Linked DNA regions of Xenopus laevis: region 1 is linked to region 2. The links are chromatin contacts, called in public Hi-C maps. All regions are on one chromosome and are shown on one strand. Each heading gives the region's core, a stretch centred on a gene start, on an enhancer-like site or on the middle of the called end of the contact. The rest is flanking DNA. Distances are from core to core; before and after follow the strand shown.

Region 1 (5,377 bases), core at 738-3,237, 200 kb before region 2:
AGTCCGATCGTACGTTGATTCATATGATCGGATCTTTGCTCCTATGGCCAGCTTAAGTCATTAGTGAACAGATTCAATAAAAGTGAAACCAATACAAAACCATGTGACAAGTAATTACATTGAGAACAGTAATAGGTTAATATTAACCAGATTTGTTCTGTGCTTAGAAACAATTGTCTATATATGACCTTAAAGTCATAAATGTGACTGTCCTGAAGTTGTGTCTTCATTGACTCAGTGTTTGTTTTTTATAACGTACATTAGATAAGGCAATATTACTATCACTGTTACCAAGGTACTTTATTACTTGCACACTTGTAACGTGTCATTTGATCATAAATCCAATATAGCACTACTATCACTAGTCACTATCTGATTACTCCTGTCTAAACCACACTATAGGAAGAGTTTCCTAAGATTCCGAACAATCCTGTACACGTTCTCTGCCTTTTTTGTATGTTTTTTTGCTATTATTTGCAAATATTTCTATCCCACATTTACAGGAATGCAAAAATATTTTCTCACATGCAGAAATTAATCATACATTTTCATTAAAAAAAATCACAAATAAAAAAACTAGCAAAAATGTTTGCTATAGCACCTAAACACTTTCAGGTGGGGGTTTCGTCTTTAAACTAATTCATTATATTATGTAGAGACAATTTGCTGGTCTTCATTTTTTATCTTTTGTAGCTTTTCAGCTATTTAGGTTTAAGTTTAGCTGCTCCCCAGTTGGGTATTTCAGCGGCTATCTTGTTGCTAAGGCCTTATTTACCCTAGCAACCAGACCATGGTTTGAATGATATGAATAGGCGAGGGGCTGAATATGAAGTTAACAGTTAAGTAATAAAAGTAATAATAACAATAAAAAATAGCCACACAAAGCAACAGCTTTTTGCAGGTTTTTTCCATTTGAAAGATGTAAAGAGACAGAAGGCAAATCATTGAAAAATTATAAAAAATAATGAAAATTACTATTACCTAGCATATTCACTTTATGGGGTTGCCAGATCCCTTGTCTCAAGATATTTATCCCTACTAACACTCCACCAGACTCTCCTCCCCTTATGCCCTGAGGGAACTGTGAAATTATATTTTTGACTTGAAATGATTGTTGGCTTCTCTAAGTGCACTGTTCCTGACTTCTTTATAATGTTAAACTTATTAAGGACTATTTCAACAAAAAATAAATAATGAAGACCAAGTGCTTGTTCCTAGGAATAGGCCAGTCTATAATATACTAAAAGTTAATATGAAGGTGAGCCATTTAGGAAAATAGTGAACTACACAAAAACAAATCATAAAAAAAAACATTGAGAGAATTTGTTCTAGTATAAATGTAACTTTTCATAAATGGGAAAAATATTCACATTTACAAAAAAAACTATTTTGCTCAAATTCACAGAAGGAAATGATATAAAATGTTAGTAAATCATTTTGAACTAAGCTGCCTCTTTAAAATCTTGGTCTTTGACCGTACTTGCACTATGTATAATTGTGATATCTGCTCCTATCCCACATTACTGAGCCCAGAAACAATATCTGTTTAGAGCTTTTGTAAACATGTTTCTTACATGAACTAGATGATCCAAGGCTTCTTTTGTGAGGCATGTGTAATTCTTCAAGAAGTCCAGTCTATGGCGCTCTGTGTCAGTTTTTGCTGTATCTTCTGCTTCTTTTTCCAGCACCTGGAATACAAGTGCCCCAGCCAGCAAATATACCATGAATGCCACAGCTAAGAAAATGCTCTTGTATGTCTCAGCACAAGGCATGCTGTTATGTGGCTTCCACCGCTCTTCTCCCTGCTGCTGTGGTGCCTTCCTTGTTGATATCTGTGAGAAGCAGGAAACACAGATTGTGACTCAAGGGTGGATGAGGTTGGACTGTGAAGAGCCTTTTTTTCTACGGGTCCCCGTTTCCTTACGAGTAAAGTAGGTGGCTTGTCAGTGACAGGAATAAGCTCTTGTCTCATAGGCAAACTTTGTACTTTGAGTTTAGACAATGTTTGCACTTCCTGAAAGTTTATAGGAAACAGCCGTCCTAAGACTAATTGCATCATTTGTTTAAATAAGCGTGCACTTTATTAACTAAACACATAATTGTAGGAACTGGCCCCTCCAATTTGTGTTTTATTCCTTTATTGTTTTGAATAGGTCACCCAAATCCTTTCTAAACATTGTAAATCATAACTCTGTTATTATTTTAATCACAATATTATCTAGGGATCTAGGGAAAACACAAGGCATTGAAACAGTAGTTTCATTGTCAGATTTGCATTAATAGTACCTAGCTGCACAGCTACAAATCCATGACTAGAAAAGCCTCACTCCTCTCAGAGAAAAGAACCCTGGGCAAAATTATTTAAATATCCATTCTTTAAAGGGGTTTATGCCATCGCCACTATCCTGCACTTGTCACTTAGCCATCTAGACAATAAAGACACATATGTACATATGCTGTTCATAGACTTCAGCTCAGCATTCAATACAATCATTCCTCAGCACTTGAGTGTTAAGATGAGCATGCTGGGCCTGAACATCTCTATCTGCAACTGGATCCTGGACTTCCTAACCAAGAGACCTCAGGTAGTCCAATGGGAAAAAACACCTCCACTCTTAGAGTTTAAGCTTACTGTTGTGTGATGGCTGCTTGAGAGCCTCCTAATAAAGCACTGTTATACTCTACTCATCCTCGGCTAGTAGGTAAGTATTTTAGTGGTTTTCTTTTCTTTCAGTTCTCAGGCTCAGGCATAGGCTTGTCTCTTCACTTGTTTGGTTCCTACTTCCTGGATAGAGAGATGACCCAATGACAGCCCTTCCCTTTGTTCATTAATTGTACCTGTACTGGCTTCTGCAGTTTTTCCACATCTGCCCCGTGTTATACAGCATTCTGGGAGTGGCATACCTTCTCTCTGGGTGTTTTACAGTCACTGTGTCATACCAGCCATGGACCTTTTATTGTTTTATAATCTCCTTACAAGAAGATAAGTGGAGGCATAGACTGATGTCTTTGATGATGTGGTCGCTGAATAGGTATGTAAATGGAACACTCCTTATTAGGCACTACTTAAAGGGGATCTTTTGCAAAAATTAAAATGTGATATAAGGTTCATCTTGCTAAAATAAGAAACGTTCTAAATACTGTATAATTAATTAAAAAATTCTGTTACTCAAGTTACTCTTCACCCTCCCTCTCTGAGCAACCTGTCTCTCTGTCTTTATGCAGTAGTTGGAGTGAGTTTTTGATTAGCAGTTAGGTCTAATACATCCTTTAGGTGTTCACTCTTTTAAAATAACTGGCTCTGATGTCTCTGCGTGTAGGGTGTTTGCCACAGTATGCTATTACCTTTTGTTTGTGCTGGAGTTGGTTATTTGAGTTATTCAGCTAAGAAAGGGAGCCCTCCTAAAAGATGTATTAGACTTACCTGTCAAAATCTGACCCAGACCTCAGCATGAAGAGTGTGAGGTTGTGGAGAGTGAGATGCTGAAGAGTAACTTGATTATTTCTTAAACTAGAATTGAATACCCCAGATCCCGCCCACTCCACATCACAGTTAAAAGACCACACAGACATCAGCGTTAAAAAAGGTAACCCCCCCCCCCCACACACACAAGTTATAAAAAGCTATTGGGGACCAGGGCGCCCCTATAAGTTAAAAAAAACATTGGCACCAGGGCCCCCCCATAAAAGTTAAAAAAAAAAAAAAAAAAAAAAAAGCATTGGTGCCAGGGCCCCCCTTAAAAGTTAAAAAAAATTGGGGCCCCACGAATATTTTTAAAAGAACATTGGCACCAGGGCCCCCCTTACAAGTTAACAAAAAATTGGGGCCCCAAAGAATATTTTTAAAAAAAAACATTGGTGGCAGGGGCCTATAGAGTATTAAAATATTACATTGGTGGCCAGGGGATTAAAAAAATTTAAAAAAACACATATTGGTGTTTAGAGGAATTGACTTCAGGACTTCAGCTTTGTCTCCTTTCGTGAGTTTGGGATCTTTTCACCTCTTCAGGACTTCAACTTCGGATGTTTTCGTGACTTTGGGTTTTTTCACCGCTTCGGAACTTTGGCTTCGGCTATTTTTGTGGCGGGTCTTTTTGCCCTTTCAGGACTTCGGGACTTTCAGCACTTCCACATTTCAGCTGTCAGGACTTCGGAAGGAGGCGGCAAGGCTTGGCGCTGTCAAGGGGGACCCGGCTCTTTCAAAAAGTTCAGCACTGCCAGGCCCCCCTTCAGGCCCGGGCCTGGTACACTTGTACCCCCTGTCCCCCCTGATGGCTATTGTAAGATGCCATAGACAGTGACTATTTAGTGGGCTGGTGGGGGGGCTGGTGGGGGGCTGGTTGGGCCTATTCAAATCTTAATTTGGGCCAAGCAGGCAGGAGGGGGTGAATTGGTGCAAGTAACTTTTAAGAATGGACTCTATGGATGATCAATGGATGAGGCAACAATGTTATTGTTACTTTTTATCACTTCTAATTCTATTCAGGCCCTTTGCTATTCTTCCAGTCTCCCATGCAAACCACTGCCTGGTTGCTAGGGTAAACTGGACCCCAACAAGTTCTGAAGTTTTAAACTGGGGAGATTTAATAGTTCATAATCATAAATCACAAAAAATGAAGACCAATTGCAGCTTAGAATATAGCTCTGTATATTAAACTCTTGCACTTGCCTGACCTTAATCTAGATAGGGCTCTGATACATAGTGCACAAAAGCACTCATTGACACAAAGCAAACCTGGACTTTTTGCCTGCCTAAACCTGCAAGTATTTCTAGGCTCCCTTAGCAATATCCTCAACTGACTAGCACCCAGTGAATCAGAAACAAATGTTGTTATTAATTCCACATGCCAGAGGTGACACCAGGGCTGCACCTGCCATGAGGCAAAGTGAACAGCTGGCAGTTAGTGGCCAGTTACCAGGTAAGGCAAAAATCCACTCCTTGAGTAATTTGCACTTAACTGTCATTTTACCTGATGAAGGAGCTGTCAGTACAGTTAAGGGGTGACTGGCAGTTAATAACCTAAAATAAACAAATTGGCACCTAAAGCATAATGAGAGTAATTGGTTAAATGATTAATTGTATTCCAGAAGATTATGCTGATATTGTATAGCTGATACCACATATTATCTTGAATTCCACTAGGGGGCAGTATTGTTTCCTTATTTGTTTTGTTTCAATGAGTAGATTATGTGTGAGCTGTGGGCACTGTTTATCTATTCGTTTTTTTAAAAAATGTTGTTTGCACCAATTCATCTGTTTATGAGGCAAGTTTTTAGAAGACAAGTGATTTACTGCAAGTTAATTTCTCATTTGCATTTTCGAAGTGCTTATTTATGAATGCAAGTGCTATTTGCATAGTGCTCAGATGGATCAAAA
Region 2 (5,728 bases), core at 566-3,065:
TTTTTATTTCTTGTTTTAATAGTACAATCTCTCCTTACCTCGGATATCTTTTCATTCAGCGATTTCCTTTCTTTTGTGTAATTGTCTTTCATTTCTTCAATGCATATTTTAAAATCATGTCTAAAACACAAATATACATTGTATCAAATACTCAAAACTACTGTGATGGTGGGACAAGATATTATTTAGGGAGGCACTGGATCTGGTTCTGGATTTGATAGAATCATAGCCTTTTTTGCAAGATTTGCATTTGGAGGAATACAAGCATCCGGCAGAACCTAAATCAAACCCTTAAAATCACATGACATGATTATGTGATTTAGCACATTGCTGCTATTTTTTTGCAAGTGCATTTTCTCTCCTCCTGAATTATTCTCATTTGTATATGCAAATTAGGGTTCGGTTTGCTTTGGGATTCACTTTGGAAAAACGGTATTTGCCTGAATCTGGAAAAAGTGGTTTTGGTGGATCCCTAATATTATTATGTTTTTAATTAAGACCTCTTCTATTTATTTCCATTAGCTGGCTTACCAATCATCTGGAAGAACACCTTCTAGATATTAATAAGCTAATATTTTATAATACCCTATAACCTAAATATCTAAGTGCTTGGTTTAACATCAGTATAGGTTATATTCTCACATTTTCTGTGCCAGATTCTGGGACTCCTGTCTCTTGGCATCCAGCTTTTCTGTTAGTCGGGCGTGCAAGGCTTGTAAAAGTAATATCTCATCTTTTATGCCAAGAATAATCTGTTAGTAAAGAGAAATACAGCACTTGGTTTAAACATTTTAAGAAACTTTCAGGACAGCCGAGACATGTAAACACATAAGATATATGGATTACTGTAAACAGGTCCGGACTGAGAATTAAATTAGGCCCTGGCATTTCAGGTACACAGAGGCCCACTCAGCCCACATAGAGACCCAAACAGCCCCCACCAGCCCACTAAATACTGACTTTCTATGGCACCTTATAGCAGCCCCTCTGGCATTTGCCAGAACCCACAGATGGCCAGTCCGGGCCTGACTGTAAAAGGGTAATGGCAATCAAAATGCAGTGAGTCACCTTGACCACAAGCAGCATTACATTTTGTGCACTATTTTTGCTATTAGCATTTTTAGAAACAGTCATCATTGACTCGTGGTTATAAGAGAACAAAAAAGCTAATTTGAGTGGCTTATTATTAAAATATGCGTAAAAAAGAACCAGTTAACAATCACAGTAAATAATTAGGAGTAAGCCATATAGTTAATGTTCAAGATACTGCCTCTGACCCTGAATATACAATATAGCAATCCAAACAAGTGTCATTGCCAAGCATAAAAATGTTTATTTAGACCACAAATAAAACTATTTAAAAAGTTCATACCAAACAGAGGTATCCTGGTGTTCCATGGTCTCTAAGTTCCTCCCTCCTAGTATGTTTTGTGCCTTTGGCACTTCATCAGATGAAGTCTGATGCCATTTGATATGGTATGAATTGTGGGTTTTTCTTTATGTATTTTTGTTTATCAAATGCATGAGTTTATAGGCGATACTGCCAACTGTATTGTTACATAAAAAGCACTTACAGGATTACAGTATAACAGGTATTAGAAAACCTATAGAGTAGGAAGAACTAATCTTTAGGGATAAAAGATGTGGGATAACAGAAATAATTGTTGCTGAAGAAAGTTTATTACGGTTGGAGTTGCCAAGCCTTGGGGTGATGCCACATGCAGCTGAAACACACAGGCCGAGAATCAGCCCCTTAGAATCCACCACTTGTGCCTGCACTTGGGCTAACGCAACGGTTCTGGGTGCAGGCAGAGAAGAAGGCCGATGTCAATGTAGGGGCCGATTCTTGGCCTGCTTTTTCAGGTCCTAAACTAACAGAAATTGTATTGGACAAGATTAGTTTAGTAAAGTGTTACTGGTAAAGAAAATCATGCCAAGAAGCTTTAGAAAAACATGTTTTCTCTACCTCTTTTTCCTTGCTTATCTTTTCCTCCTCTTTAAATAGCACGGAGGTCAGGCGGACATAAATTTTGTTTTTTTCATTGTTTTGTTCTTCTTGGATCCTTATTTTTATCTCTGTCTCTTCAATCTGCAACATGAAGCATATTAAAATGGCAGGTTACTTTACGTTTACTTATATATCCAAGTAAGGCAGAGTGTGTATAATAAACAGAGAATTGTGCATAATCCATTAGAAGTGATTAAGTCTCTATGGGTAGATGTGAAACAAGACAATTATATGGATGCACTAGAATTCATATTGTATTTCATTCACAATGCTCCTGATCATTATTGCACAGTGAGCAGGAATAATACACCTACAAATAAGCTGTGTTTATCTTTCCTCTAATCCACATCAGTGGAAAATTGAGAGATCCAGGAAATATTACCCTTCTATGCAAAATGAAAAAAAACATTATTCTGAAGCAAAATATACAAGACACTGGTCTTTAAAAAGAAAGATGGCTATGTTATACCAATATTGCAAAAGTGCTATATACAATGTTATTACTCAAAACATTTCTCTCGGAACATATACTGTATAGAAAAATTCATATCTTGCAAAATATATGTACAGTATATAAAGATAAGCAGTAGCACCTCATCAATCAAGTGGCTTTTCTCCTCCAAAAATATTTCTCTTTCAGTTATCATGTCTTCTGCCAGGTCTTCAGTTCGGTTTTTGTATTCAATAACTGCATCTTGGGCTTCTTTACATTTCACGTGAGTATTATTTACTACAATGTTTAGGTGAGCCTTCTCTGCCATCTGCTGGTTAAGTATATCAACGGCTTGTTGGTACGCCTCCCCCATTATTTTACCCTGCTGACTAGGATATGAAAACAATAACACATTTTATTATTCAATACGAATCAATGGCCAGGGCAATAATAAAATCCTTTGCACATGGATTTACAAAAAACATTTCCCAGGTAATACTATACATTTGTATGTAAGCCAAAAAATATATGTTTCTGTAATCTAATGCCGATAGATATTTGTTGTGGGTGTTTGTTTAGTGCAGTAAAAATAATGAAAGTAAACATATGTTTGGGTGCTATGGATCACAATAAACATTGGCAGTTTTTCTCCAATGTCTCATTCACCAACGTCTGTGGCAAAAAATAAAAGGTCTAAATAAAAAAAAAATTACTAAATTCCTTTCATAGAAAATAAGCATCTTGAAAATGCATTGATAGATGGTAGTGGTGCTGATAACAAGAGACAATAATTACAGTGGTGTAAAGGCTAACATTAAAAGTACAGACTTAAATCTACTGGTATATAAATGATCAGCACATATTGTATATCAGGGGTCCCCAATCGTTTGAACCCTTGAACAACATTCAGAAGTAAAAGGAATTGGGGAGCAACACAAGAATGAAAAATGTTCTTGGAGTGCCAAATAAGTGCTGTGATTGGCCATTTGCTAGTCTATGTGGATTGTCAACCTACATTGAGACTCTGTTTGGCAAAATATGTGTTTTTTTTATGCAATAGAAAACTTGTCTCCAAGCCTGGAATTCAAAAATCAGCACCTGCTTTGAAGCCACTTGGAGCAACATCAAAGTGGTTGGAGAGTAACATGTTGCTCACGAGTTACTGGTTGGGGATCACTGCTGTATATAATTGTATAATAAACTACACACTAATTGGAACTGGAATTGATAGAGAGGATTCTTTTTGCATGCCCCAAATCACAGGGATCCATCAACTATCCATAAAAATGCACAAAAATAAAACCAACCATAGTAGATACAAAAAATAAAAAAAAAACTTCAGCAGCTCTAGGTAATGAGACAAAACACTCAATTAGATACACGTAACTGTAATTTTCACTTTTCTCAGTCATATTTAGCTATCTTAGATAGCAAGATTACAACAATACATGGATCACAATTCCATACATTTTCTGTTGTGATACATTTGAGGAAGAAACAAAATATACCTAAGGGACAAATTCCTTTCTTCAAGCTCAGTTTGTCTCCAAGCAGCATGTTCCAGATCCAGTATTTTGTTTGTTAACTCACTTTGCAGCTGCTGTAGCTCTGATGCATTCAATAGTCGTGCACTTAAAACTGCCTCTAAAACACAAATAATCAAATAAAGAGCCATACCTTGGGAATAACATATAACCAAACCCTTAGAAAAGGCTGGAGGCATGGCTGATTGTTACAGTAAAGACAACACTGAGGAAACATACTGAACATAAGAGGAGATGTTTTCTTATTGTTTGACCTTACTGATCCCCATAGAACACTGAGAGAGGTTCAGACACATAACACACACCAGTGCATAAAAGTACCATCACCTTCTATCTCCTTTGTTATTATTCTTGGGAGGTGTTGCATTCTGTACCGCAATTTGCTGGTCTTTATTGTTTCTTCTTCCAGACGCTCACGTGTAGCCCTTCTAGCATTTTCCTAATGATTCAAAAAAGATTTACTAGTAGTAAATAATATTATATAATACACAAAAGCCATGAATATCTTGTAAATTATTTTCTTATAAACGGTGAGTTCAGATGTCATCAGTTATAAACGGTGAGTAGTGATGTCATTTCTGTCACATGACTCACTGAAACTTGTGTATTATAATAAATAAAGTATCCCCAGTTGCAAAATATGAGGATATTAGAAGTTACCTCGGAGTTCCATGACCTGTATAAAAACACTCGGCCTTCGGCCTCGTGTTTTTATATGGTCATGAAACTCCTCGGTAACTTATAATATCCTTATATTTTACAAGAGGGGGTACTTTATTCACTATATATATATATAATACACAGAAGGGATACTTTTGGATTCCACTCATTATATGTGGTCAGATCTAAACAAAATAGAAGAGGCACAGAGACCACAACCTTTAATAATCACACACATTTAAAACACCAACACAAGGAGAAGGAAAGTTGTTTAGCACCTGGGGGATGCCAAATGTTAGGAACCCCCTAGTAAATGTATTTACTTACCTGAAACCTCGGGCCGGTGCTCCTATCAGCAGAAAACTTCACCGAAGAGGAGCGATCTGTGGTGCTCGCTGGAATAATCCCGGCGGTGCAGTTTTCTGCCGATAGGAGCTCCGGCCTGGGGTTTCAGGTAAGTAAATACATTCACTTGAGGTGCCTAACATTTGGCACCCCCTAGAGCAAAACGACTTTCCTTCTCCTTTAATAATTTAAGTGCCCTTAAAAATAGGATGGAGAGCCGTGTATAAGGCTTTAAAAAATATAATGGCACAGTATTTGATGTGTTGTCAAGAAATATACATGGTCTCTCTACATGCCCAAAATCAGTGTCAGACTGGGGTGTGTAGGGAGCCATCAGGGGTTGCTACTTCAAGGGCCCCCAACCCATTCGCAAGCTCCTCAGCTTACCCAGCCCCACTCCATGAAGGGGGGAGCGCCCACAATTTTTTGGTGGGGAGCAGATCTGGGTTAGTGGCACCCATGAGGCCCAGGACTCACTGGGTTTTTATACAAATAAAGAAAGAACCGGACATACAAAAATATGACAACTTTATTTAAAAGGATAAATGGTGGTTTCTCCTTGTACCTGGGTACAAGTGCACTTTACTTCTCACTTTACTGTCTATTTGTATTTTTAAAGCTGTGTAATTTTTAAAATTTGTTTGTTAAATAAAGTGTGTTATTCTATATCCAGTATTTTTGTGTGAACGCTCAGTAAAGGAATTATACTGTCCTAGGAAAGGTTCTTTATTCTACTGT

What was found. A called contact is a pair of places that touch in the nucleus more often than the background predicts.
Region 1: a contact with region 2 is called in a Hi-C map of the XL177 cell line, with 5 times the contacts expected there. The contact joins the promoter of XB5727110.L here to the enhancer-like site in region 2. A contact is called at or near these places in 2 of 4 Hi-C or Micro-C datasets (the XL177 cell line and the XTC cell line).

What each region holds. Positions count from the first base shown.
Region 1 is chr8L:94,529,594-94,534,970 of Xenopus_laevis_v10.1, reverse strand. It overlaps XB5727110.L (potassium channel subfamily K member 16), which reads right to left and starts at 1,987. Exons shown (of 5, transcript XM_018230830.2): 1 at 1,575-1,987. The coding sequence starts at 1,772.
Region 2 is chr8L:94,325,973-94,331,700 of Xenopus_laevis_v10.1, reverse strand. ccdc175.L (putative leucine-rich repeat-containing protein DDB_G0290503) reads right to left here. Exons shown (of 21, transcript XM_018230673.2): 4 at 4,313-4,424; 5 at 3,950-4,085; 6 at 2,602-2,830; 7 at 1,967-2,089; 8 at 643-752; 9 at 39-120. The coding sequence starts at 4,352. Among protein-coding and RNA genes, the nearest start is that of ccdc175.L, 8.5 kb to the right of the region's middle. Within about 2 kb of position 1,815, at least 1 of the 7 cell types and tissues checked has an H3K27ac peak or open chromatin away from gene starts, as enhancers often do.